Regions from separate parts of the Mus musculus genome. Here regions 2, 3, 4, 5, 6 and 7 are each linked to region 1. Evidence: chromatin contacts called from public HiChIP or PLAC-seq and promoter capture Hi-C data. All regions are on one chromosome and are shown on one strand. Each heading gives the region's core, a stretch centred on a gene start, on an enhancer-like site or on the middle of the called end of the contact. The rest is flanking DNA. Distances are from core to core; before and after follow the strand shown.

Region 1 (3,866 bases), core at 970-3,469:
ACTTCAAAGTAAAAGATCAGCACTGGGATTTCACCCCAGGAAGTTCTAGACAAGCATTCTAGCACTGAGCTATGTCCCTAGCATAAGAACTTGTTGGGACTGGGGTCTCATGTATCTCTGGCTAAACATCCCAACAACCTTAAAACACCCAATACTGCCTTCACCTGGGATTACAGGCATGCACCACTAGCACCAGGCTTTTATGTGCCTCTGGTGGTGGATCCCAGATCTTGTGAATTCGTGGCAAGCTATATACCAGTTGAGCTACATTATATAAATATCTAGTCCTTGAATTAGTTTTAAACTTTTTAAATGTGGATGGATGTTCTGCTTGCACCAGCTGTGTGCCTGGTGTTTGTAGAGGCCAGAGGGTGTTGGATTCCCTAGGACTGGAATTACACATGGTTGTGAACTGTCATGTGGATGCTAGGAATTAAACCCAGGTATCTGGAAAAGCAGATAGTGCTGTTAACCAGAGTCACTATTCCAGCCCCTTGAGTCTTTACCACTACTACATCTGCTACCAAGCATTGCCAATTTGCCAGCTAAATGATACTTGAGGATAATCAGAATCTATAAAGTACCTGCAAATTATTTCAAACAACATTTTAAATTGCTAATAAGTTTATTCATGATTGAAACCAAGGAGGATTTAGAAATACATTTTAATATCTTGCTGATAAAATAGTAACATTCCACCTTTGTGATCTGATAATACAGAAGATAACTGCTTTAATACTCTATTATAACCAGGTAACCAGAACACACACACATACACACACACCCACCCACACCCCACCTACTTTAGTGTTAACACCACACTAACTTTTCATAAAGGCCGTCTTGAAGATCTCTACTTGATAGCTGAGTAAATAGCGTCCAATACTAAGACTAGGGAAGAGATGAGATAGTAAGCACACGTTTCAAGCTCACTTTTAAGCACATGACATTATGAATATTAAAGACAAATGATGCAAAAAAAAAAAAAACACCGTAATTCAGCATTTTACTAAAGAGCATTTGGCATTATTTCAACGCATGAGGAGGCTGTGCTTGGGCCCATCTACTCTTTCTAGCTTCTCAAAGTGTTTCCTGGCATTACGAATGTTGATCAGAGTAGCTGCAGAAGGGATGGATGGATCTGACATGACCACCATCACGTACGTGTTTGATGTAAAGATGTCGATGAAGGCAGCGAAGTTAGAATTCCTCACTTCCATGCTCTGGAAAGAAGCGGCCAATTTACTGCAGCTCAGCTTAAACTGCTTGATGATGTTGCTGATCTTCTCAAAGCGGTGCACATCTCGCTGCTCTTTGCACTGGTAGTGGGAAATCACCAAGAACGTAGCTCTCTCGAACAGCAGAACTTCATCAGCCTCAATAATCTGGGCAAAATTCCTTAGGTTCATCTCCAGCTGCTGAACGTTGGGGATCAGCTGATAGACGATGCTGGACCAGGCTTTGTAGAGCGTCTCATCCCAGATGGACGTTCGAAAACAAGCGCACTCCAGCGGGCGAGACAAACGCCTCAGGTCTTCCTCTCGCTCTTTAAAAATCAGGTCACGTTGATCTTCCTGAACCAGATCCATTTTGTGCACCAGGCAGAAGATTTTGGCGTCAGGTGAATTCTGGAGGATGGCTTCCAGACACGATTGGTAATAATGCATATCTTTTTCCAGTTCGCGGCTCTCTACGTCAAACACGTATATCAGAACCTCCACATTACGGAAGATGTTGTCCCGCTGGCTGGTGAAGTAATTTTCCATAAAGGTGTCCTGGCCGCCACAGTCCCACAGGTTCAGCACCAGGTTCCCCAAGAATCGGACGTGGGAGTGCTCCACGTCGATGGTGGCACCCAGGCGCCTAGTGTCGCGCGCAATATAATTTGCAAAGATGATCGACCTCATGCTGGTCTTCCCCGACCCGCTCTTTCCCATCAACAGCACCTTTTTCTTCATGGCTGTATTGGGCATCACCTGCCGGCGTCGCCACGGACTGGGCCTGAGGCACGGCCTAACGGCGGACCGACCAAGGATGGGGACGGCGGGACACCGAGCACCGACCGGCAGCGGAGGCCGTGCACGCGAGCTGGGGGCAGGAAAGACCGCGGCGAGGCGAGGTCTCAGAAAACAGCGCCCGAGGCAATGGCCACAGCCGCTCCGAGCTAGCGAGAGCAGACCAGTGATGTGATCAGCTTCGGCCCGGCCGCCACCCACTTCCCGCCGGCATCTCGCGAGAACTCCGAGGGCCTGCCGCCACCCACTTCCGGTGGCGACATCGCGAGAACGTCGGCTACTCCTTTGAGACCCTTGGAATTCTAAGAAACTGCTTCTTCCATTGCAATCTAGCGCACAGCGAGTTAAAATGAAAGGGCGAGCCCACGCTGGGGTTTTGTTCTGCTTGGGTTGCCCTGGGTCTTTGCAGAAGGGGTCGAGTGAACCTGGGAGGGAGAATGCTGCCCCCGCGTGGCCAAAAGTCCTCACACGCCCACTGCCATTATCACCTCAGAGAGATAATAGTGCTGTAGGCTTGACAATCAGGCAGGTAGAGGAGCGGGGATGACAAATGAAAACCAGCAGAAAGAGATTTCGAAAAACTAATTGCCCAGGGCTAGGCAGTTCCTTACCAGGGAGACATCCTGATTCCTTGTTCTTTTTACCTCAGCTTGAGAATGTGTAATTAGAATCCAAAACTCGAGTAGAGGGTAATATGGAACACCATGCAATAGCTTCGTCCTCACGGTTACCGTGTGAACAACTGTTTTCAAACCTGAGGGGGTTAACGAGTCTGAGTGCCTTAGAAGGTCTGCTCACTTAGCCATAGGCCACATGGCCTCAAGCCTTTAAGAAGAGATAAGCAGTGTCATCCAGTAAGTTGAGGCTGAGTCAGTAGAATTACCAGGGCACGTCATATTCCTAAATTAGGACACTGCATCCTTATTGTAAAGCCCTTTCCAGGTTGTATACTACACTGTACCAATGAAGACATTTTCTCACTTATTCATTCAAAAATTGGATGTTGGGGCTAGAGACATAGCTTATCATTTAAGCCATGGTCTCCCGCACAGATATGGTGCACACACACACACACACACACACACACACACTGCTCTTCCAGAGAACCTGGGTTTGCTTCCCAGCACCACTGTGACTCCTTGAAACTGTAACTTCAGTCCAGGGGATGATGCCTTCTTTCAACCTCTGTGGGCACTGCATGCATATGATGCATAGACACACAGGCAAAATATGAATTTACATAAATAATGTTTACAATATGCAAGAAAATTCAAAAGTGGGCTGGCAAGATGGCTAAGCGGGTAAGAGCACTGACTGCTCTTCTGAAGGTCCTGAGTTCTAATCCCAGTAACCACATAGTGGCTCACAACCACCCCGTAATGAGATCTGATGCCCTCTTCTGGTGTGTCTGAAGACAGCAACAGTGTACTTATCTATAATAATAAATCTCTGGGCTGGAGTGAGCAGAGGTCCAGAATTCAATTCCTAACAACCACATGAAGGCTCACAAGCATCTGTGTAGCTACAGTGTACTCATATACATAAAAAAAGACAATTTAAAAGTAATCATTGTTGCAGGATATTTGATCACACTGAACCCTGAGAGTGTATTGTTTACTAAAAGACAAACAAAAACAAAAAAACGATTTCTAGTTGTGATGTGGCTCAGTCATAGCACACACCTTTAATTCCTCTGGTTAGAATACAGATATGCCCTTAGAACACACTTTTAATCCCAAACAGTGAAGGTAAAGTTAGTTTGTAGAAGAAAGCACCTTGTTTGAAAGTTATGTCTAATTGAGTGGCAGACAAAGTAACAAATCAGAGAAAGATTTGACAGAATAGGCTACA
Region 2 (3,669 bases), core at 183-2,682, 1.3 Mb after region 1:
TGGTGTACTCTACATTGCTTTAAGCTGAAGAGTTCTCAGTCATACAGATGGCCAGAGCCATCTTAAGCATGTACAGCCATCTTTAATAATCTGCAGACATCTTGAAACAACTCTAAAAACACCAGTGTCAATTGTCCTAACTCTTGAAGTCACTGTGCTAGCCAGAGCTATTTAGCTTTTTGCAGTTACAGGTCTTGGCAAACCATATTTTCAGTTTGGCCAGAAGGAGTACTGGTAAAAGAACTATCCCAATGGAGACTAGTACCTAGAGCTGTTCTAGCAGGAGCCACTGACAACTGGAGGAGTGGTTGAACGATTCAGTAGGGGTCAGGATGGGAAGGTGAGTCAGAGGTAAGTATGAAGACCAGAGTTTGGAGCCCCACAACCCAAATAATGCTGAGCAACATTCAAGGAATCTCTGGAGCAAGCTGATTAATCAAAGTATGCAGACAAGTGAACTTGGGGTTCAACTGTGATACCACACCTCAATGCATGAGGTGGGGAGCAATCAAGGAATATGGACTTCAACCTTGAGACTCAGCATGCACATGTGCACATAAGCTTGAACACACACACACCCATGTACACATGAGAGCAAGAATTTAGAAAAGAGGCAGAGCAGAAAGAAAGGAAGCAGAAGTGAAGATAAGAAAGGTCAGGTTGCTGATGAAAGGGAGCCGGGGACAGGAACAAAAGACCCTGGTCACCAGAAGCATTCAAGGGAGCTGACAAGGCTTCAAGCCCAGGGATGTCAGACTATGCTCTGAGAGACGGATCACTAGTCAATGTCCAGGTCTGAGGGTCTCAATGTCAAGGGCTCATAACAAGCAAGAACAAGCCAGGTCTGATTAGAGTCTGGAAAGAGGGCCTGTAATATTACAGGATGATACTTACTGCTATCTACCATGGCTGGTCCCGAGGGTATAAAAATGAAAGTTGATGAGTTACTCAAGGGAAAGAGAGATGAGGAAAGAAAAGGTTTCTGAAGCCTGGCTACTCTGTTCTCGCCAAGATCAGGACCAAGAACACACAGTCCTGAGTCCCAGTTTGAGCAAATGGACAAGAGGGGAAAAATTAAAGGGATATAAACAGGAAAAGAAATTAAAGTATCCCTGCCTGCATATGGCATGATTCTGTACATGAGAGACTCCACAGACAACATTTTCAGTAAAGAGGCATATTATAAAATTAACATGTCAAAAGAGCCTTCCATTTTATCAAGACAAATAGGCTGAGAAACAAATCAGGAAACCATCCCATTCATTATAGCCTCAAAATAAACAAAATACCCTGGAATAAACCTAACCAAAGAAGTGAAAGAACTACACAATGAAAATCTTAAAACACTAAAGACAGACACTGAAGAAGGCACTGAATGTTAAAGGGATGTCCTGTGCACAGAGACTGGTAAATTAAAATGGCCAATAAAAGAGTAGTAAACTCAGTGCTCCAAGGTATGCTAATCATAAAACAGATAGTGACATTCCTCCACCCACCCGCTTCCTGTGTTCAAAGAGTGTTAATTCAAAGAAAGTCACCCTGACCATTACCGGAACCTGCAATGCAAATGTGCTATTGTTAGGGGCTCTTAGAAACTGTCTTCAGAGTTAACAATTACCAGGTATTCCTTGTGACACCTGTGACTTTGTACTTCCTTGTGACTCTAACCTGGTATTTTTGGTATTTTCCAACAACACCCTTCCCACCTCCTTGAGTTGTGGTTTTTTCCTTTAAATACCCCCTTACTCAGCTACTCGGGGCGCCACGGTCCTCTACCCCTGCGTGGTGTATGACCGTGGGCCCGAGAGCACTCTTCAATAAAAAATCCTCTTGCAATTTGCAGCAAGACCCGTTTCTTGTGGGTGATTTTGGGGTGTCGCCTCTCCTCAGTCAAAACGTGGGGGAGTCCTCACGTTGTGGGTCTTTCACCATCATACCAAAAGCAACATACAGATTCACTGTAATTCCTTCATACAAAATCCCTTCAAAAACAACTTCAAACAATTGTTAACTAAAATTGGGGGGGAAAAGGCCTTAAAATTCATATGCTTAAAACTTATATCGAAGCACAAAAGACTCTGGATAACCATCACAATTCTGAGCTATGAATGATAGAGGTATCACCATTCCTGATTTCAAGTTACACAAACAAGAGCGACAGTTGTAAAATACATCACAAAGCCAGACATACTGATCAATGGGTAGAACTGAGATGCTGATGTAAGTCCACACAACTAAGCCATCTATTTTTTGACAAAGGAGCCAAATATACATACTGGCAAGAAGATAGCATCTTAAACAAATGGTGGTAGAAAAATACCATCTACATATATAAGAATGAAATTTAACCCTTCTCTCCTACCCTGAAGATAAATCAATTCCAAATGGATCAAACAGCCAAATGATGAATTTTGTCCCAAAACTCTGAAACTTCTAGGAGAGTAGGGAACACACTTCAGGATATAGGCTCAAGTGTTCAGACTAGGACTCCAGTCTTCCAGGGAAAAATTAACAACTAGGACTTCACAGCATTAAAAGGCTTCTGTACTGCAAAGAACACAATTGGCTAGGCCAGCTGACAAACTGAGAAAGGACCTTTGTCTGCTTTACTTCTGACTGAAGATTAGAGTCTAGAATACACAAAGAACTCAAAGGTCTAATCACAAAGAAAAATACAAACAACAACAAACAAAACAAAACAAAACTAACAAGCTATGGAGCTGAAGGGAGAGGTCTCAAAAGAATAAACACATATGGCCAAGAAATATTTTGTAAAGCTGTTTGCCATCCTTAGTCATCAGAAATGAAAATAACAAGTATTTAGAGACTTCATTTTACCCTTGTCAGAATGGCTAAAATGAAAAAAAAAAAAAAACAAAAAACCAAAGGTAGTCACGGATGTGAGAAAGTGGGAATATCCATGCACTGCTGGTTAGAGGACCAACTGGTTAAATTACTGTGGAAATCAGTGTGATTGTTCCTAAAACATTCCTAGAAATAGGTCTACCATATGACTCAACTTTGGCACTGCTGCACATGTACCCATAGGCTCCAAGTGCTATTAGACAGACACATGTGACTCCATGTTCATTGCTGCTCTGTTCACAATAGCTCGGACATGGAAACAACCTAAATGTCCCTCCACTGAAGAACAGACAAAGGAAATATGCTACCTAATTTCATTGGAGTCATATTCAGCTGTAAAGAAGAAAAAAACTAATGAAATTTGCAGACAAACCAAATATGATCCCAAAACTTTATATGGAGTGAGGTAACCCAGACCCAGAAAGACAAACATCACAGGTTCTCACATGCTCCTTGCTCCAAATCTTGGGATTTGTGTGCTTACTTTGAAGAATCTGTAGAATCCAGGAAACTAGAAAGGAGTCACTGATAAGGAAAAGATCCACAGGGAAGGCAGATAGAAGAACACAGACGGAAGCGGAATGATGAGGAAGGAGCCGGTTGCTGAATTGGAATTGCCCTACACAAGGAATAAGGTTCCCCCAGAGCCACAACTGCCAAAAAAAAAGTTCAGTGTCTGAGGTGGGATATCTCCCTTTAAACTGTTGAGTGACTTTGATTTAGGGACTTTCATCATCATCCTCCTCATCATCACCACCATCATCATCACCATGGGGATTGGTTCTAATGCTTTGAATCGGGAAT
Region 3 (3,785 bases), core at 1,237-3,736, 1.3 Mb after region 1:
ATTAAATTGTGGTAAAAATAAGTATATAAATTAATTTTAATCAGTAATAAAGACTGAAAACAGTAAGAAGCAAGGATCTGCTTGGGAGGCAAAGGCAGGTCAATCACTGAGAGTTCAAGGCCAGCCTGGCCTACAGAGCTCTTTCCAGGACAGACAGCGCTACACAGAGAGACTCTGCCTCCAAAACCAAGCCAGCCAACCATAAATAAATAATAAATAAATAACCCCCCCAAAAAAACCTTATATCATGAATGTAATTATCAAACTGATACTTTTGTGGGTTTTTCTAATACAGAAAAAATACTTTAATACTTTTTGGATAAAACAGAAGCAATATTTATTCCCTTCATGATGCCATGAAGATTTATAATCTAGTGGCCATTTGTGTTCAGCCATGTGTAATATCCTCCAACCCCACAGCCTTTCCTCTCTTTCCTCTACAAACACACTCTCTCTCTCTCTCTCTCTCTCTCTCTCACACACACACACACACACTGTCTCTGTCTCTGTCTCTCTCTCACAAACACACACACTCTCTCTCACACACACACAAACTCTCTCTGTCTCTGTCTCTCTGTCTCTGTCTCTCTCTCACACACACTCTCTCTGTCTCTCTGTCTCTCTCTCTGTCTCTCTCTCTGTCTCTCTTTCTGTCTCTCTGTCTCTCTCTCACACACACTCTCTCTGTCTCTCTGTCTCTCTGTCTCTCTCTCTGTCTCTCTTTCTGTCTCTCTGTCTCTCTCTCTGTGTCTCTCTGTCTCTCTCTCTCACACACACACACTCAGACAGCAAAGTAAATTTGTAGATAACTTTCACTAGTAACTTAAAAATATTTTGCATCCTTTATTTTCCTTATTTCTTGGAAGATTATAGTACTATAATTTAGAAAATTAAAATTGAGACTAAGTGGCTGGATCCTAGAGAGTATTATTGTTGGGAGTCATGACCTGGAAGCTGGCCTTCTGCCTTCCCCATGTCTTCCTATTTAGGCTCTTGATCAGTAGTAGTTATCTATCATTATATCGATCTCACAATAGCCTTATCATTTGCAGAAAACATGTTTACTAAGCTATGCTGCATATGCCCGTGTGCTTAGCATGCCAAGACCATGTGTTTAATTCCCTTAACAGTATCAGCACCAACAGAGTAAGAGCCACAGATGAAGGCAGGGAGACATAGGGGACTCACGGTGAGCCTTTGACCCACTATTTCTTTCAGAAAGTCAACGACTACATTTTATCCCGTTGCGAGGAAAGCACAGCATAGGGGTACAATCCAGCTCCAGCTCGTTGGCTGTATAAATACCGTTTCAAAAATGAGAATCAACAGGAGAAATGGCACATACATTCCTTATGCACTGAACCCATGAAAGAAGTAGTGCTGTGTGTGTGTGTGTGTGTGTGTAAGAGAGAGAGACAGAGACAGAGACACAGAGACAGAGACACACAGAGAGAGACAGAGAGAGACAGAAAGAGAGACAGAGAGAGACAGAGTGTGTGTGTGAGAGAGAGAGACAGAGAGAGAGTTAAACATTAACTTTTCTTAGGAAAAGAAATGTAGAAGTATATTGATGAAGATCTCTTTGTTGTGAGAAAGTGTTTGCTTGGTTTTCCATTTCAATATTAAATTTTCACAATAAATATGTTTTAATTAGGGAAATAGAAAATATGGAGGAAACTGACAAATGAATCCTATGTTTTAAAAACTCTAGACATAAAAACTCAGTTATATAGTTACCCTTGTGATTTTAAGAACTGCTAAAAGCTTTCAGTAAGCACTTTTTTTGCAATCAGAATTAGGGCAGACATAGCCTCATACTGCTGAGGGGGCCTTATCTGGTAAATTCTCAGCAGTGACTGGCTTGCTCTACTCACTTGGCTTCTGAGCAGGCAACACGTGGCCCAAGTGTCCACATTAACTGGAAAGGGCCAAGAACAGAAGAAGCTAAGAGCAGTGGTGGTAGAGCATCCTTAAGATCTTAAAAGACCTGGGGAGTGGAAGAGTATCCATCCTACACAAAAGGGTCACTGGCAGAAAAGTCCATTCTGTAGGAATGAGTAATAGCATCTTCTACGTGTGTATCACTCTGAAGATCTTGTATTCTCACACACATCTACCTGTGTCTGTCTCATCAGTTGTAAAACCACTGTAACAATCGCCTCCTTTAATGGCAAAGACAGACTGAACACAGACTTCCTCTTTCCAGGATAAAGAAACTCTGAGCCTTGGCTTTTCCATTTGCAAAACAGTGGTGGCAATAGCAAAAGTAACAGAAAAGCACAGCTCACAAGAGTATAGCCCTGCACCAGAGCGCACATCAAATTTACACAACCCTCTGGCACATGAGAGCACCTTGCTGGATGCTTGTGCTTTTCCCCAGAGTTTGCCCTACTAAAGAAAATAACTACCCTGTCCCGATTCCAGTGCCATCCAAGACTCTGACACAGATCTTTAGTGGGCCAGCCCCTCCTACTCCTTGAAGCCCAGCCAACTCAATTTCCTTGACATTAGGGCTTAATCAAACTTTCTCATTTCCTCCAACAGAGAGATCTGGATAGATCTGCCAAATTTAAAAATTTAAGAGAGCAAGGGATTTTTATCTCTTTCTCTTTTAAGAAAATATGCACTTTCAGCAATCCCCCTGAGAAATTTTGTCTAGACTTTGGAAAACAAAAACAAAAACAAAAACAAAATTCTTGAAAGAATCTGCTAGTGACCAAAATTCAGAATATCTTGGGGGGGGGGGGGGGGAGCCAGGTTAAAGAACTTCACTTCCTAAAGAAATCTGTTAAGAAAACATGTCCCCTAAAGTTGAAAAGCTAGATAAATGGCATTTCGCCCAGAGCCTTCTCAAAAAGAGCCAAATAATTGAGTCTAACCAACAAATTGGGAAAGGGAGGAAAAAAAGCATAAAGCAAGCACAAAGCCCTTTAGAAAGTGGGCACACAAGATCCCAGTATTGTTGCCATTCATCTGATTTACCGGGCAGCTTGCCAGATAAGGCACAGGCAATTAAGATGAGCTTAGGCTTGGTTGCCAAGGTGGGGAGGGGCATTTCATGTTGAAAAAAAAAAAAAACAAGATAGCACTTCAAAAAGGACCCTGTAATTTTAATTTTTCTGGACCCCTATACTGTACACATCATGAAATGACTTTTTCGAAGCACAATACACAGACCTAAAGATATTCTGTAGGACAGAATGCCTAAAGTCTTTAAATACCAAGGAGGACTAAACTTTGATCTTTATTTGACTAGTGTGGATCATTAGAAGCAAGAACAAACAACGTGGCAATGATTGATGCTTCTCTCTGAGGCTTTTGAAATTACTAAATATTAGGAACTATCGGTAGCATACTGCTTTCAAGAAAGACAATTGAGTGTGTTTCCTTGTCAAAAATCCAGCCATTGCTATTCTTTATCCAAACATAACATTTTCCCTTTTGAATTTCCAGCAACATCAGCTGTATATTTTGAAATGACAAGCAGAAGAAAGCAGGTCTTTCCCTCACCTGGTTTCCTGCCACTTTCATTTGTAGGTAAAGTAGATGAAAAGTAAGTTATCTAAACTTCATAAAGAACAAAAAAAATGGAAATTACTATCATTTCATTGCTTCAACTGAATGCATTCAATATTGTCCTGGCCGCCTCATGAATTCTCAAAGCCCGAGTGTGCACTTTAGAAACGCATTCACATGTTAAAACTACTCTTATTAAATATGATAATAATGACCCAGCAGTCTCAATTCTCTAAAGTCTCAGATCCATGCACAGCATAGGTGAACCT
Region 4 (3,775 bases), core at 70-2,569, 1.3 Mb after region 1:
AGAAGGGAGTCTAGCTCTTGCTCTTGCTCCTTCGCCTGCTTGCTGCGTGAGACTGAGTAACTGCTAGATCCTTGGACTTCCATTCACAGCTGCGACTGAACCATTGTTGGGAATTGGGCTGCCGACTGTAAGTCATCAATAAATTCCTTTACTATTTAGAAATTATCCATAAGTTCTGTGACTCTAGAGAACCCTGACTAATACACATGCTAAACCGGAAGGCTTTTTACACCACTGGAAACAGGGTTAGCAATTGTGAATGGTCCATGATCTATTGATTTCAGCCTTAAGAGGGGAGATTCCTCAATCCCAAGTTTTACTAATTCTCTCTTATAACTAGTGGGACAGTGATGGATTTTACTGAATCCACACTGGATGAAGTCAAGTGAAGAGGTCTGCCACTCAGATTTTCTTAAGGCCCACTTACTTGCCAGGCTAGAGAGGAAAACAGATTCAACATGTCCTCTAATCAACTTCACTGACTCAAAATGGCTCAAAGAATGATGTCTGATTCCACGTAAGCACTCCATGGGACTTGAAATCTTACTGCACTTTTATCAGAGGCTGCACCCTCTATTTTCCAAAAATAGAAAAATTAAATTACTGTCATGCTTCGTTTTAGTAAATGGCTTCACCGTGTTTTGAAGCTTGCTGGGGGAAAATTATTTGATTTTTATAATGACTAAAGAAGATACTTTACATGGGAATGAATTTGGAAACACTATCCAGGTAACCTCCTAAAATCAACACACCATCATTAACCTTGACACATGTGAGGACACACACACACAGAGAAAAAGAGAGAGAGAGAGAGAAGACAGAGAGAGAAAGGAGAAAGAAAGAAAGAAAGAAAGAAAGAAAGAAAGAAAGAAAGAAAAGAAGAAGAAGAAGAAGAAGAAGAAGAAGAAGAAGAAGAAGAAGAAAAGAAAGAAAGAGAGAAAAGACAGAGAAGAGAAGAGAAGAGAAGAGAAGAGAAGAGAAGAGAAGAGAAGAGAAGAGAAGAGACAAGCTGAGAAGAGAAAGATGCAAAGAGGATTGCACCCAGTAGTTTAATCTTAAAACAAACACCACCAGAAAGCGAAAGGAGGGTGATTAATTACACTCTCATGGATTTCATGGAAAGCGGCAGGCTGCTTCTGAATCTAAAAATAACCCCTGAAACACCAAGCCCAGCATTTGTTTCTCCACAGCCCCCCATCTTGTTGCACTTCCATTTGCAACTGAATAATCCCTGCTAATGAATAGGGCCTCTCAAGCTAATGTGAGTGTGAGCACCAACAAGCAGAGAGTAAGGAGCTTCTGCATGGCAGGCAGGCTCTCCCACCCACTAACAGGACCAGAGCCTCTGCTGAAGATGCTGCTGAGTGGCTCTGTGAGGGAGGAGACCACAAAGCTTGCCGCAGAACGCAATGGGATAAAAAGCTCAGATTGTTTAAAAGAAGACTTACTGTATCACCCTTCAGGCTTATGTTTTTACAATTTCCATATCCTAAGCTTAGTTCTAAATGCACATCATATTTTTATCTATATAAACAATGTGTCCCTCTGTCTTCTGCTCTGCTTTCAACTCTTGTCTAAAGCAGTAGCCGTCATGCGCTGAACCTCAGAGGCTGCTGCATATTGAATAGTGTTAGCAGTTCTGAAATCCTCATGCTCTGAGCCATAAGAAGCAAACAGATACTTTTTACTGGAACCAAAATAGCATTCCACAGACATATCATTAACAAAATTATGCACCTAGATCATCCCTACATGCAGGGAGGGGGCAAAATCACTCCTATCTCCAGGGAGGAGGGTGCACCATAATTAATGCTTTATTAAGCTGTTCTCTGGAAACCTGTCTGAGGAAAGATCAGAATGTGAAGAAGCTGTGCTCATTAATACTCTTTCCGAGGGAGGAGTGTGTGGAGGTGGGTCGTCTGAACATCCTCAGCACCGCGCTAACACTGATGCCTTCGGGGTCGCTGCTGTCTCCCCTCTGTTCTGTTCCTCCCTCCTTTAGGCTAAGAACATAGGATTTTAATAAAAACAGAAGAATTTAAAAACAGGGACACTGAAAAGGCTGCGTTTCTATTAAACGTTAATCCACTTCATCGAGGAAGACTTTATACTGTAGAATGAATCCCAGCATTTGTGTGATTCCAATCAACGTGTCCCACCACTGCACTTCCTTGTTTGACACTGATGCTGGCTTCCCAAACATTGCCAAAAACCTAAAGACAGTGCTAAAAACACCAAGGTGAGGACACTCTTCACAGGAGTCAAAGATGAGTGCTCTGAGTGTAAACATTGAGGCTGGGGACACAGCTCCGTGCACTGGGCTTACCGAGCATCTTACCTGAGGCCCAACACCAGAAAACAAAGGTAGTGATATGGAGGAGGAAGAGGGGGAAGAAGAGGAGGAGGAAGAAGAGGAGGAGGAAGAGGAGGAGGAGGAAGAGGAGGAGGAAGAGGAGGAGGAGGTGAAGGAAGAGAAACAGGGAGGAAAGACTCTTTTAAACTTAATTCCAAACATAGCAGTATATGCCTGGAAGCCCAGCACTTCAGAGGCAGAGGCAGGAGGATCAGTGCAAGCTCAAGGCCTGGTTAACGTGTTAGTTCCAGACCAGCCACAGATACCCCTGAGATCTTCTCTCACAGTGCAACAAAAATGAAGGAAAAGAAAATGAAGGAAAAGAAGGAAAAGAAAGCTTTCAAAAACCATACTATATTAAACTTTGTTTCAAACAGCCATCCATCCACCCATGTGGATAGGCAATCAATGCCTACATAGTACATCTTTGTTTGTGCATTCTGTCTCCCACCAAACATATATTCAGGCTTCCTCGTGAGTATGGATTATTTCACTTCAATAATCTTAGAAAATCCCATTATGTGTACGAAGCAGGATTTACACACACACAAATACTACGGTGGATTCTGAACAAGTTTTTTTTTTTTTTACATACATCTTCAGTTATTCCACCAAAACCAAAACTTGTCTTCATCACAGGGAATCTGCGCACTGCACACACTGCCTGACTGACCCCAGGAAGGCAGGCGCCTACAGTCATAGAACACCCTGTAGCCCCAAACTCTCTTTTTAATTGTGTGTATCCAATCATAAATCCCCTCATTTACTTTAATTTTTCCAGGTAAACAGTTCTTAATTTCTACACAGAAAAAAAAATGTACCTACCTTATTCTACAACATCTGTATCTTAACTCATATCCAGAAAGCATCTCTGCAGCTCAAGAGGACCCACGGTTGCCTTTTTGGCTACTTTATAATCTTTTACTATCATATTTGCAGCCAGCAACTTAAAACACTAAAATTTGCTTTAGTATAAGAGAATGATAGATGGGTCCAGTTTTTTTATACACGAATGGAGGGCTAACTGCTCGCACATCATTTACTAAATGATCCATCTCTCCGGTGGTGTTTTGAAATGCTACTTTGCAGTTTACCAGCCCACAAGTGTTTTTAGACTACTTATTACTACAGTTGATTTTTGTTCCATTGACTGGGAGGAGATTTACAAAATGATTCCTCTAAAGTATCCTCTTCCAGTGTCAAATTCTGTCTCCACCATCAATAGATAACTGTGTTGCTTGAGATGAGTGTTTAACTTCTCTGTGCCTTTGTTTCCTTATCAGTACAACGGGTACAGGGGTGCCTCCTCCATGGATGATTGTGACAGTTGACTTACAGGGTCACTATCAGATGTTGTTGCTTATGCTTATCATCATCACCACAATCAAATGAAGCCATAGACTTGACCTTCTGCCATCAGGA
Region 5 (4,090 bases), core at 801-3,300, 1.9 Mb before region 1:
ACCTAAGTAGCTCTGAGAATGGTGACTTCGCTGTAGAAAAGTAGGCAGTGATCTAAGAAGGAAGGCGGTAAGCTCATTTGAAACAGTTTTAACTGGAAATAATGAAACTCTCACAAAGCAATACCCAGAAACCGTCCCAAGGCCAGAGCTAGTATTCAGAAGAGAGTCGGAAAGGCTTCGAAGAGATGGAGCTGTGCACGGTGATTGTCTCTGCAGAAGAGCTGACCTAGGGCCTACCTCTGAGGAAGCAGAGGGAGGATGCTGTGCAGAGAGGCAGGGCATGGGAGTCATAGCCATATGCAGAGTTGGAGAAGTGAAGGGAGGGCAGGAGAAGGATGAAGAAGAGTTTGCTGATAAAGGACCTCTTCTCGGGCAGACACCCTGTCCTCCCAGCTCCAGTCTGTCCAGAACCCCTGGCTTCTGCTGGGTTTGGGCACAGATGGCTTTGGAAATAGTTTCTTGTCTATGTGTTGTTTGCTCTTAAGCTCACAGATTCACGTCCTATAATTGAAGCCCGAGGGACAGTAGAAAGGACTTGGGGAACCCTGAGAGTAGTTTCGGGAGTGTTGGGAGTCCAAACTGTAAGGTACATGGAGCAAAAGGGTGATAGGAAATGAGATAGGGCCCTGGATGTTGATGGCAGATGACAAAGGTTTGAGGGGGGTGTTTAAAAGAGGGGTTCTAAACTCTGGGGTTAGAGATCTGAAAATGCACCCCCTTCCCTCCACCCCTCCAGATAGGGTCTCCCTCTGTACTCAGGGTGCCTGGAACTCACTGTGTAGCCCAGGCTGATGCTGAAGGCGGAATCAGCTCCCCACCTCGGCTTCTAGAGTGCTGGGGTTACGGGTGTGAACGACCACGTGACATGAATTTGTTCCTACACTGCCATGAAGGCCAGTGTACAGGAGACAATGGAGACAGTTGAGAGGACAGTGCAGCCTCTGCCAAGGGGCTTGAGAAGGAACGGAGGCTACAGAGGAGCTGGCCCCTGGTGGGGGGCGGGGAGACACGGAACAGTGGGACATCTAAGAGGCAGACTCTGTGACAGCTATGAGGAAGGAAACCATGACCCAAGAAGAAAAATTGCTGACTGTAACTTCTAACCCTGCTGTTTATCAGCTGTGTGACCTGTGGTGAGTGACAATATTTCTTAAGGCCTCAACTTCCTTTTTGGTAAGATGGAAGCACTACCTTCCAACTCCAGCAACTATATGTAACTGTTCCACTTGTGGGTTTTGGGGGAGTTTTTTTCTTTTCTTTTTTTTTTCTTTATTTTTTCCCATTTCTTCTTTTTCTTTTTTGGTGGTGGCGGTGGTTTTTTTTTTTTTTTTTTTTTTTTTGGGAAAATACTTTGGGGAGCTGTTTTGTTCTCTTCACCTGGTAGAACAGAATAATTGGAATCTGATCTTCACGAACCCAGGAGGTGGGTCACTCTGTCTAGGAGATGGGATGCCATTGTCCCAAGAAACCAGGAAAAGATGTGTGGGAGTGTTGGCCATGGGCAGCGACATTAACTTAAGCGAATAACATTAACTTAATGACATTAAACATTAAATAAATGACATTAACTTAAATGAACAAAAGCATTTATGCACACCACTGCCACCCAGGTCTCTAAGTGTCAGGGATGGATTTCTGGAGGGCTCTGGCTCATGTTTGAACAGATATTGGGCCATTTGCCCTTAGCTTTCCTTCCTGAACCGTTCTCCTACCTTAGGGCTTCTAAGAAAGGCCCTGGCCACCCTGAGGATCATGCAACCTTAGAGCTAGTTATATCCAGTTAAGAGTATAGGCAGGTGAACTTAGGGGTCTCCAGCCACAGATCAGTAGCCTGGGATCAGTTTGGAAAGCCTCGGGCGGATGTGCTTGTTCATCCCGCATACTTTCTATGCCTGGCCAGCTCTCCTAGGGCAGCATGGCAGGAATTTGACTTTCATCTCCTGCCCATCTCCTGACCTCTGCTTTTTTTCAAAACTTGCTGAGTGTGTTGAGGCCCCGCCCTTCCCGAGCCCAGCCTGAGGCGTCCCGCCCCTACCGCTTTCCCAGCCCACTCCTGCTGCTTCCCGGAGGTGCCAGAGGAGCAGACTGTGGCCCATGGGGCCCTCGGTGCTGCCAGCCTGGCTGCAGCCCAGGTAGGATTAGGGGGCTGCGGGGAGGGAGGGGCCAGGGAACTGGGCAGAAGCCCACCCATCGGCTTTCACTCCCGCGAAGCTCCTGACTGTTTAACACTGCTCCTTCTGCCTGGTAGTGGATTGCATTTTCTCCTCCATAGCTCAGGACAGAGGCTTTGCTGTTTCCTTCGGTTTTTTAGTTTTGGAGATGAGGAAATGGAAGGGTGGGCTGCAAGGCCACCTCTTCTCTTTGTGCGCTCCCACAAGTTCTTCTCTTCCTTGTCCTTGCTGCGCCCTAGATTTTGGCACAGGGTGATTTTGACAGCATCCTGTAGCAGCAGCATCTGTCACAGGCCAGATTCCAGGGAAACTAGGGCCTGGGGGGAGTGCTTACCTGAAGCCTGGTGATGCTGATTGGCTTGCAGTTTTCCCCTTTTAACCCCTATAGCAGTTTTGGTCATCTGTTGACTGCTCCATAGAGTTTGCTTATATATCTTGTTTCTCAGAAGTTTCCAACTAAGAGAAGTCATTGTTAACACTAACAAGGCCACTCTACACATCCTTGTGCACACCGGGAAGCCCTTCACCTCCTTTTCCAGCTCCTCAAACCAAGAATCACCAATCTTCTTTTTTAAATTCAGTTTACACCCTGGCTGTCCTCTCCCCAGGAACCCACACACACACACAGCTTTACACTCAGCTTGACTTCCTTTTTTTTTTTTTGGCTGAGCAACTAAACTGCTTTCTATGTGCATTTGATGGAGAGAACTAGCTTCCCTTGTAAAATACAACAGGAGGCAGGGCCAGGAAGAACGAGAGTGCAACCCCAATCACAAAAGTCAGGTGTGTTCAATGACTGAGTCATAATCCAATTGTGACCACTCCCCTTTGATAACTGTAAGCCAGCTCTTTCAAGTTAATTTGGCAAGCTGAGCTACTGGAGTTCAAGCTGCCCAAATCAGTCCCTTTGCGTCAGTGTTTCTTCCCTGTCCCCTTCAACTTTCAAAGCTTTTCTCATAGTGGCTGAAAGTGTTAGAGAAACAAGGTTAGAATGTTATCAAAGATGAGAATGAAGTGTGGAAAAGAACTACCTTTGGTTTTAAGCAATCTCAGTCAACATACTCTTGTTAGATAAATTCATCCCATCGGACTCTCATGGGTTTGGAGGGACAACCCAGTGAAAGACCCCAATATAGAACTCTGACCTGGAACAGTTTTCTTTTGCTTGCTCAGTTTGACTGGTACATTACATTAAAAGATGTGTTTAATGGCATTTTTCTGTATTTATAGGTATAGGAAGAATGTATATCTTTTCATCTATTACTTAATTCAGTTCTGTGGCCACTCATGGATACTGGCAAATATGACAGTCAGATTCTTCTCATTTGGGAAAGGTAAACACTCCTAAATGGTTTCGATTTCTAACTATTATCCCTGGATTCATCTGGCCTCACTGATTTTCATTTTGAACTTCTTGCATCCTGCATCTGGAACCATTCACGTCTCTGGAGTTTGTTTTTCCATAAGTATACTTAACTATTTCAGACTTAAAGGGAGAAGATGAGACCAGGCGAGAGGGGCCTGTCTTGCCCCAGAGCTGCCAGTTTGCTCTGAAAGCAAAAACCTATCTTTGGAATGTTCCATTTTGGTTCTGCACAAAACTCATAAATTAAACACATTTTGAAAAGTCTGTAAGTTCCAGCCTGACATTCTGTGCAGAGCAATGAGAAATTAATAAAATTCCTCCACTGCGTACTCATCCCCAGACTTAGGGTAGCTGGAGATGGCCAGTAACTGAATGACAGACAAACTTTATGCCCCCAAGACCCTGTTTGATCCCTCAAGAAGTAATACGTACATGACACACACACCGATGACTAGTCACCGACAAGCAGTTGGTATTGATGACTTGAATCATAAGCTTCCTTCAGTTTCCTAAAAAGTCAAGAATTCATGCTTTAAACTATTCACTTCAGATT
Region 6 (3,855 bases), core at 767-3,266, 1.2 Mb after region 1:
CCCAGAACAGGGGAACGCCAGGGCCAAAAAGGGGGAGTGGGCGGGTAGGGGAGTGGGGGTGGGTGGGTATGGGGGACTTTTGGTATAGCATTGGAAATGTAAATGAGCTAAATACCTAATAAAAAATGGAAAGAAAAAAAATGTGGTGGAGTAGGCTGGTGGAAAGCTCTCGGGCATCACTGACAGCCTTTTTAGCAGCAGCATGTGGGGTCAGGCTTCAGTGACAGGGGAGGACCAAACACTTCCTGATCCACTTACCTGCCGCTTCCTTCTGAGACTCACTCATTTGCCAGTCCAGGAACCACAATGGTTCCAGGAGAACAAAAATGAGTAACAAGTTCTTCTTTCTCCATACAGTTCACGGTCTGTCCAAAGAGGCATGTACTTAAAGAAAAAAGTACAGCATCCACAGTAATGGTGATAACGGGACACCTCTGCTACCGCTGGGCAGCGCCCTGGGGGATGCTTTTCCTGATTTCTTTGTTCTGCATTTCTTATGCTTCCATAGCCCTAGAGAGGAAGCCAAGCTCTTTCTGGATACTCCATAAAGCAAGTAGAACCCCGACTGGCCCAGCGCTGCTCATCCCCCTCCAAGTGGTCACCAAGGTGCCTTTTGTGCCCTCCATGCTCTGCTTTCCTTGCCCACTGGGAGGCTGCCTTGGAAACCTGTGGCAGGCTCTTCTGCTGTTGCTATGCTGGAGTGTAAGAAAAGGCTTCCTTTTGTGGTAGTGTGTGTGTGTGTGTGTGTGTGTGTGTGTGTGTGTGTGTGTGTGTGTGTGATGACTTCTTAGGATCCAAGACAGTGATGTCTACTTGTCATTTAGCTGCTTGTCTGGAAGAACTGGGTCCACACTCTCTGGGGTTTGACTGGAAGGCATCTGGGTGGTACCACCTAGTTTTATGTTAAGAATTACTCCCCTCTGATGCTTCCCCTCAGCCTGGTTCCGAGCAGGGTGCTTCTGCCTCTTTAGAGTGTTCAGCCAATCATGCCTGCTGCAATCCAGACACTGGAGTGAGTGTGTTTCCTTGCTGGAGATTTGTAAAATCTATCACCCATCTGACAATCTATACTTTTTGCCCTGTTATTCTCTTGACACCCAGAGCTCTCTGGTAGCATTAGGTTAGCCCCTTTCTCTTGAAGATACGGAGCTACATAGGTGTCTGCAGACGTTCCATCCTTCAGAGTCTAGATCAGGAACAAGCAGAAAGCAGAATCCACACAATTCCCTGTGGTCAGTCACAATGTTCCGCGGTACAACAGTGGACAGAAACTCCAGCAACCCTTGAAACCTGCCAGAGCAAAAGCAAATGTTTCTTGTGCTCTCTGTTTTTATACCGGAATTACTAAACTATTTTAAATTGCACAAGAGAGAGGAGAAAGGGAAGACAATAGCTGAGCTATTTTAGCACATATGTAAGTAAAACTTTATAGCACACTTGTAATTTAATTATGTTTCTGTTTGCTATCCAAAACATGTTAAACCGACAGTTAATGCCAGGAAGTCAGATAGGCCCTTGATAGGAAATGGGTGATTTACTAATATGGGGGAAGTTGCAGAACAGCCCATGGTTTTAAAAGAGGAGCATTTGTCAAAACCTTATCAATTGTATCTTCTCAGAATTCTTACAGGGACTCTCACAGAACATTGCAAGGTTCCCTGTGGCAGCACCTGGGTGCTGGCACTGCCAAAACTATATGGTAGAAGAAGTAAGAATTAACCCTTATGCACAATTTATGAATAATATTTTTGCATATAGTTTATGCATGCCATTATGAATGGAAAAAGCTTATAAGAGTCACTGACACATAGTCCCCTAACAAATAACATCCTGGTTTCTAGTGTCTGTCCTATGTATGGACACAGGAGGTATGAACTAGCAGGTCACTGTGGTACCACGGGAAGGGAGTACCATGGATGGATGGGATGCAAGCTTTTAGAAGCATGCGTACTACGCCCAGAGGCGAAGGGAAGAACTCTCCAGACACAGAGCAGGGCAAGCTGCATGCATGCTGAAGCAACCCACATACACCCAAGGCTGTTAGAATGCAGGCTGGAAGTGGGCTGAGGGACAGATGGGACCAATACAAAAGCAAGCACTGCCAAAGTTCCCAAGGGTACTGAAGTTCGCAGTTTATCCTCTAAACGATGAGAGGGGAGAATGAACCACACACACACACACACACACACACACACACACACACACACACACACACACACGATTTAGAAGTTCACTGAGGAATGGTGGAAGGAAAGGACTGTGGAAGGGCGGGCCTGAGATGGGGAGGAAATTTTAGAAGTGAAGAATCAGAAAGAGGAGGGGTCCGAAGCATGGAAACGCTGAGAAGTGACTGGGTAGAAGGTAGAGACATGGGCTTTTTCATGATGAATCCCTCTGCAAATATCCTCCCCAAGCTGTTGGGTATAATTCTTAAAAGAGGCTCATGTCCGTAGACTGGAAGAAGCCACTGGGTGCTGTCTTGAGCTTTTATTTTTGTCAGGGCTGAGGCTGAGAAAACCTCACCTCAGATTCAGATGTGTGGGCGCCGCGTAGTGGTCACTTTAGGAATTACAAGTATGGGACAGCATTCCCAAAGGCATGATCAGGGACTGGGTGTTGATAACTTGTCTGAAAGTGACAAACGCCACCCTGGAGTTTTGTTGCCTTTTTCAGAGGAACAAAAAAGTGTTTTGTTGTTGCTGTTGTTGTTGTTTTTAGGTTAAACTGGGTTTTTGCTCTTTGTTTGTTTTTGTTTTTAAAGCGACTTGTCTCTGCTAAGATAAGAAAATTGTCATTCCATTTGAAACAGTCTGGGGTGAGGCCAGCAGGTCCTTACCCCTGGTGTTTGTGTAGGGCCTTGTAGATGATTCAAACTGAACAGTGCTGTCCACCACAGGCTGACAGAGGGAGCCTCATTGTGTAGTCGTCCACTGCTAGTTGGCACTGGGTGCTAAAAGGGTGTTAAGGTTGATGAGCAGTTCAGCCTCTGCTGAGACTACATCTTCAAATACAAAGGCTGGACCACTGCGGCAGCACACCTCTGTGACTCCAGCACTAAAGAGATGGAGGAGAGTGGGTTGAGGGTGGGGGGTGAGACGTTCAAGGCATCCACCTAAGTTAGGCCATGAGTTCCCTGCCAGTCTTCACTATATAAGATTGTCTCAGAAGACAAAAGATAGAAAGGAGGATGGAGAGTATGAGGAAGAGAAAAGGAAGAGGAGGGAAATAAAAAAAAAAAAGAAAAAGAACTCTTGCTTTAGCAACTCTCTTTCTCTTATGTCCTTAGAATAGCCATTCTTTTAAAAAAAAATCTCCTCACTTGCCCTTTATAATTCCCAACAACAGCCTGTGTGCCACCTCCAGCTGCCACTGTGACTCCATCAAAGGTACCACTCATGGGGTATCAGAAATAGTCTTCTGTCAGCCTGGGCTGACCCCGCTACCCTACCCCTCAAGTTAGTTTTTGGAAAAGCAAATCAGATGTAGCCACTCCCTTTGTTCCTCAACTTCCTTCACTCTGAGGCAAAATTCCCATTGCTTGACCGACCTGGCAGCCCCTCCCTTACTGCCTGTTTTGGCTTCTGTTGCTTTCTTCAAGTCCTGTGAATATGCCTGCACTCGCCCAGGTCAGTATCTCTTTGAATCTGCAAGTCTAGACTGATTTACCCTTTATGGGATATAGTATATACCCCAAACAGTAAAATTTACCATGCCTTATTTTGTTTTTTCCATAAGATTTTATCTCTGATATTATGTGGTTATATATCTACTGTTTCGAATATCTCAGAACCTGGAAATATATATATATATATATATATATATATATATATATACATACATATATACATATACGTA
Region 7 (3,784 bases), core at 76-2,575, 1.4 Mb after region 1:
AATGGGATGAGGAACTGTGGGAGGGGGGACCCAGAGGGAAGGGAGTGGCTGGATTGTAAAAAAAGATAAAAGTAATGTTTTTAAAAAACAAGAAATTACAGAAGCCACACAATTAAGGTTAGCTTAGGATAAGGATCTTTAAAGCTAAATGGTTACGCAAAAAGTATTTTACGGTTTATCAATAAAGTCGTTTCTTGTTAAATATATCTTAAAATTTAACCTGTTCCAAATGAATAAAAGGGTTGTAACTCCACACATTATGTAAGAAATGGGTCACATCGTAAGTATTTTTGGACATTTTCTCTTTGTAAAATCACTGAGTTGGGCCCAATGAGATTTAAATTATGTGGGTCTGGATTAAATTTTAATCTCAGCTTACCCCACACAGAAAATTTGGCACATCTAGTAAACAGTGATTTTCAAGTTTTTAACAACTGCCTCCGCAGTAAAACCCGTGGGAGAACTTTAAAGACTTGCAGACCACTGATCAAACCATGGCCTCAAATAAGCTTCACCAAGGAGTTCTCCAGGGAAAAAAGTTAATGCATGCATGCTCCTTAGGGGAACCACATTCTCCCATGCTGGGAGCCTGGGGAGGCCTGGGAAGGAGGGGTTCTGAGAAGGCCTGGGAGCGCAAAGCCTGGAGCAAGCGCAGAGCGCGGGCACCTCCGCAGCCTCCAGAGCGAACCTCGCTCCAGCCAGCACATCCCAGGACAGTGGGGCACACCACACCGCAAGGTCACCGCACCGAGGCGACTTTACATAATCTCCCGCCGCGCCGCCAAGCACCTGCGCGGCACCCTCCGTGCAGAGCCTGAGAGCTGCCGTGCAGGGACTAACTGCCTGGGAACCCGGTGGGCGGCGAACCGAGACAGCGGGGACAGAGAGCAGAGATGCCAGGGGAAGGGAACTGAGGTCTGAGTGCTAGAGTGGCAGGGACCACAGGGACTCGGAGTGGGAAGAGGAAGCAGGGATGCAGCGGCCAGGGAGGAGACTCGCGGAGCGAGCACCGATCGGAGACAGGGAGCCGGGTTATGGAGCCAGGCTGCCGCGCAGCGCCCCGCGGGGACCAGATCAGAACAGGGAGGGGTTGCAGGGGAGGACGCCGTCTGTCTGTCGGTCTGCGGGGCGGCCCATGGCGCACCTGCACGCGCCCTACCTGAGTGGCTTTGTGGAACTGCTTCTTCAGCCCTGCCACCGACATGATGGGATGCGGGAGGCTGCGCGGCCGGCAGATGCAGATGCAGATGCGGAGAGGCGGCTGGGGTCGCCGGGCCGCCGCTGGTCGTGCGACCGCGGGAGCTGCTGGCGCGGGGGCGCGGCGCGGGACGCGGGCTTGTGCGGAGAGACACCCTGACGTCAGGGCGGGTGATGCGGCCTCTTAAAGGGGACGCGGGAAGCCCCGCCCAGGGCGCAAGCCGAGGCAGGTGAGCGCGAGGAACCCCCGCACTGTGCGGGGGCGAAAGTCCCTCCACGGTCCGAAGCCTGGGCTGTCTTCAGCTGTGGGAGTCGTTCGTTCGTGGCCCTGGCAAAGGGATCACCGCCTTTGGGCAGTCTAGACTCAGGTGACCCAGCTCCCAGGTAGCCGCAGTGGTGCTGCCTGCGCACTGCCCTTGCCCTTTGAGCCTGGCCTCCCTGTGGTTGAAAAGCAGGGTGGCGGCTTATCTGGATCATGAATAAGTTATTGCTCATTTCATGCCCTGCCTTCCCGCATGATTGGCCACCGAAAACATTTCTCTGCCTCGATTTTAATATCCCTTAAGCTTGTTTCACCTTAGGGAAATCTATCAACTTTTTTTTTCCTGTTCTAGTACAACTTAACTACTTAAGATGAAGAGAGGTCCCTACAGTTTGACTGGGATACTGGAATGGAATTGATATGAGCTATAGCATATATTGATATGAGTAATAACATTTAATCTTCTATTTTCAAAAGAAAAAAAAAACGAATGCGAACTTGGCATTCACACAATTATCATGGACATTTTTTTCTTTCTTTTTTTTTTTCGTTCTAACATTTTTATATAATGAGGAAAGGAAAGGCAGTAAGTTATACAAACACCACATAGGGACAAAGGGTGGATGGGACTGGGTGAAGGGCCCAGAGCAGCACCAGAAATCTGTGCTCTTATGAGCAGCCACTTCAAGTTTGTCTTGTATGGAAGAGCTTGTGGGAGAGTCTCAGATGCAGGCCACACCTGCATGTGTGGATCAAAGTGATGAGCCGCCAAGAGGAGAGTAATTACGGAGAATGTGGAAAGAATCAACAGGACCTGGATTGGGTTCCTAGAAATACAGTTCCCCTCCCGCCCCCCCCCCCTCTACTGCCTGGTGTAAAGGAAGCCAGTAGACTTCTGCAGCTTGAGTAAAGATGAACGGAAGAGCAGGTGCAAGGGGATTCTAGACACGGGCTGGGTACCACTCACCCTTGCTACTGTGAATCACAGCACAACAGAATATCGGAGCAGTGAGCAGTGAGCATACCCTTCCAGTCTGCAAAGCAAAGCAAAAGGAAGGAAGGGGTCTGTAGTCTTGTGGTCCTTGCTGCTGCCCAGACCTTCCAATCTGTGGTACTTTCTAATTTCTAAACTACCGTGGAGGCATTGGGATAAACATTGGTTAGAGGATTTAGGCAGGAGGGACATGCTAATTCTTAATAATTCACCTTTTGGTATCAGGGCCACAGGGTTCGCTTCTCTCTGCCACAAATCTATGATGTGGTCTGAAATTTGCAACTTTGGTCTCAACACATGAAAGAAGTGAAATGGGGACCTGAAGAGGCTCCTCGGAAACTTTGAGCACTTGCCTTAACCTTAAAATCTTAAAGCAAAGCTAGTCCCCGCCTTTCCTTGTCTCTTTGACTACTTACCTTCATAGCGTATGCTGCTAAAGATCAGAGGAACCACGTTGGGTTCTGCATAGAAAACTTCAAAGCGCTTTGAACCTATTGCTCTCACCTAGGTCTCATCTAAGTCAGGGATTCTATTTAAGCCTCAACTGTTAGCTATGAAAACCTTTGGGGTGTTGCCCCAGAAGAGAGGTGTTGAGCAGCTACTTTTGGAAGGCATCAGAGAAAGGGGTGTGAGGGGATGGTGCAGGAAGATGCCCACACATGTAAATTGGCCCTTGAACCCCAAGGTCAGCCAGTCTCAACCCCCCTAATGCTGCAATCCTTTAATACAGTTCCTCGTGTTGTGGTGCCCCTAACCATAAAATTCTTTTCTTTGCTGCTTCATAACTGTAATTTTGCTACTGAGATGAATCATTATATAAATATCTGTGTTCTCTGATGGTCATAGGCAACCCCTGTGAAAGGGCCATTTGATCCCAAAAGGGGTGGCAACCTACAGGTTGAGAAGCACTGCCCAAGTATTTCCAGGCCAATGATTCAAAGCCACTGTTTTATGTGCATATATTCTAACTTGAATGTAGAAGGAAAGTGTGCTTGGTGCTCAACGGCTCTCACATGGGAATTCTTCCACTGCAAAGGATCTGTAACTAAGTCTCAAAGCACAGCGTAGGCGGCTGTGGTTAGAATCAGAGGTCAGTAAGGAAGGCCTTTGACGAACTCAACATTTTACCCTTTCGTCTCCCGAGATAAAAATCACTGGGAAAATGGTAAATAAACCCGGATCAGCTCAAGAAAGGCCCAATTATGCGAATCCCCTACACAGCACCACCTCACTAATTGGGCAGTAAATTCATGGTCAGCAATAATTTCCTCACATCATTTATGCACTACTTCTCTCTGCATTATGGCAAAGCTTCCAGGAAATACCAGTCT

The links. Promoter capture Hi-C pulls out the DNA fragments that hold promoters and counts their contacts. HiChIP or PLAC-seq counts read pairs in DNA pulled down with a chosen protein or histone mark.
Region 2: a contact with region 1 is called in an H3K4me3 HiChIP or PLAC-seq map of embryonic stem cells, with 7 times the contacts expected there. The contact joins the enhancer-like site here to the promoter of Rraga in region 1. A contact is called at or near these places in 2 of 39 promoter capture datasets (embryonic stem cells and hippocampal neurons) and 5 of 115 datasets of contacts at active chromatin or transcription factors (embryonic forebrain, embryonic stem cells, forebrain and 1 more).
Region 3: an H3K27ac HiChIP or PLAC-seq map of stem cell-derived neural progenitor cells shows a contact between it and region 1, with 4 times the contacts expected there. The contact joins the enhancer-like site here to the promoter of Rraga in region 1. A contact is called at or near these places in 3 of 39 promoter capture datasets (cranial neural crest, embryonic stem cells and neural stem cells) and 8 of 115 datasets of contacts at active chromatin or transcription factors (astrocytes, embryonic forebrain, embryonic stem cells and 4 more).
Region 4: a promoter capture Hi-C map of hippocampal neurons shows a contact between it and region 1, with 5 times the contacts expected there. The contact joins the enhancer-like site here to the promoter of Rraga in region 1. A contact is called at or near these places in 4 of 39 promoter capture datasets (cranial neural crest, embryonic stem cells, frontonasal cranial neural crest and 1 more) and 5 of 115 datasets of contacts at active chromatin or transcription factors (astrocytes, embryonic stem cells, neural progenitor cells and 1 more).
Region 5: a promoter capture Hi-C map of hippocampal neurons shows a contact between it and region 1, with 2.7 times the contacts expected there. The contact joins the promoter of Hacd4 here to the promoter of Rraga in region 1.
Region 6: a contact with region 1 is called in a promoter capture Hi-C map of hippocampal neurons, with 10 times the contacts expected there. The contact joins the enhancer-like site here to the promoter of Rraga in region 1. A contact is called at or near these places in 4 of 39 promoter capture datasets (cranial neural crest, frontonasal cranial neural crest, hippocampal neurons and 1 more), 3 of 484 Hi-C or Micro-C datasets (the AtT-20 cell line, embryonic fibroblasts and uterus) and 12 of 115 datasets of contacts at active chromatin or transcription factors (astrocytes, craniofacial prominence, embryonic basal ganglia and 8 more).
Region 7: an H3K27ac HiChIP or PLAC-seq map of embryonic stem cells shows a contact between it and region 1, with 7 times the contacts expected there. The contact joins the promoter of Sh3gl2 here to the promoter of Rraga in region 1. A contact is called at or near these places in 4 of 39 promoter capture datasets (cranial neural crest, frontonasal cranial neural crest, maxillary cranial neural crest and 1 more), 1 of 484 Hi-C or Micro-C datasets (embryonic stem cells), 16 of 115 datasets of contacts at active chromatin or transcription factors (SST interneurons, astrocytes, embryonic forebrain and 6 more) and 2 of 9 other capture datasets (embryonic stem cells and pancreatic islet).

The regions. Positions count from the first base shown.
Region 1 is chr4:86,574,026-86,577,891 of GRCm38.p6, reverse strand. Rraga (Ras-related GTP binding A) reads right to left here and starts at 2,219. Exons shown (of 1, transcript NM_178376.3): 1 at 607-2,219. The coding sequence starts at 1,973. The coding sequence ends at 1,032.
Region 2 is chr4:85,287,069-85,290,737 of GRCm38.p6, reverse strand. All of the region lies in intron 1 of Sh3gl2 (SH3-domain GRB2-like 2), which reads right to left. Among named protein-coding and RNA genes, the nearest start is that of Sh3gl2, 83 kb to the right of the region's middle. Within about 2 kb of position 1,432, at least 7 of the 459 cell types and tissues checked have an H3K27ac peak or open chromatin away from gene starts, as enhancers often do. A contact at or near this core is called in embryonic stem cells, where this site is marked.
Region 3 is chr4:85,249,627-85,253,411 of GRCm38.p6, reverse strand. All of the region lies in intron 1 of Sh3gl2 (SH3-domain GRB2-like 2), which reads right to left. Among named protein-coding and RNA genes, the nearest start is that of Sh3gl2, 46 kb to the right of the region's middle. Within about 2 kb of position 2,486, at least 22 of the 459 cell types and tissues checked have an H3K27ac peak or open chromatin away from gene starts, as enhancers often do. A contact at or near this core is called in neural progenitor cells, neural stem cells and stem cell-derived neural progenitor cells, where this site is marked.
Region 4 is chr4:85,230,710-85,234,484 of GRCm38.p6, reverse strand. All of the region lies in intron 1 of Sh3gl2 (SH3-domain GRB2-like 2), which reads right to left. Among named protein-coding and RNA genes, the nearest start is that of Sh3gl2, 27 kb to the right of the region's middle. Within about 2 kb of position 1,319, at least 40 of the 459 cell types and tissues checked have an H3K27ac peak or open chromatin away from gene starts, as enhancers often do. A contact at or near this core is called in hippocampal neurons, where this site is marked.
Region 5 is chr4:88,436,875-88,440,964 of GRCm38.p6, reverse strand. It overlaps Hacd4 (3-hydroxyacyl-CoA dehydratase 4), which reads left to right and starts at 2,050. Exons shown (of 7, transcript NM_025760.5): 1 at 2,050-2,132; 2 at 3,402-3,505. The coding sequence starts at 2,095.
Region 6 is chr4:85,403,657-85,407,511 of GRCm38.p6, reverse strand. No RefSeq gene overlaps it. Among named protein-coding and RNA genes, the nearest start is that of Sh3gl2, 200 kb to the right of the region's middle. Within about 2 kb of position 2,016, at least 7 of the 459 cell types and tissues checked have an H3K27ac peak or open chromatin away from gene starts, as enhancers often do. A contact at or near this core is called in hippocampal neurons, where this site is marked.
Region 7 is chr4:85,202,997-85,206,780 of GRCm38.p6, reverse strand. Sh3gl2 (SH3-domain GRB2-like 2) reads right to left here and starts at 1,325. Exons shown (of 9, transcript NM_019535.2): 1 at 1,160-1,325. The coding sequence starts at 1,204.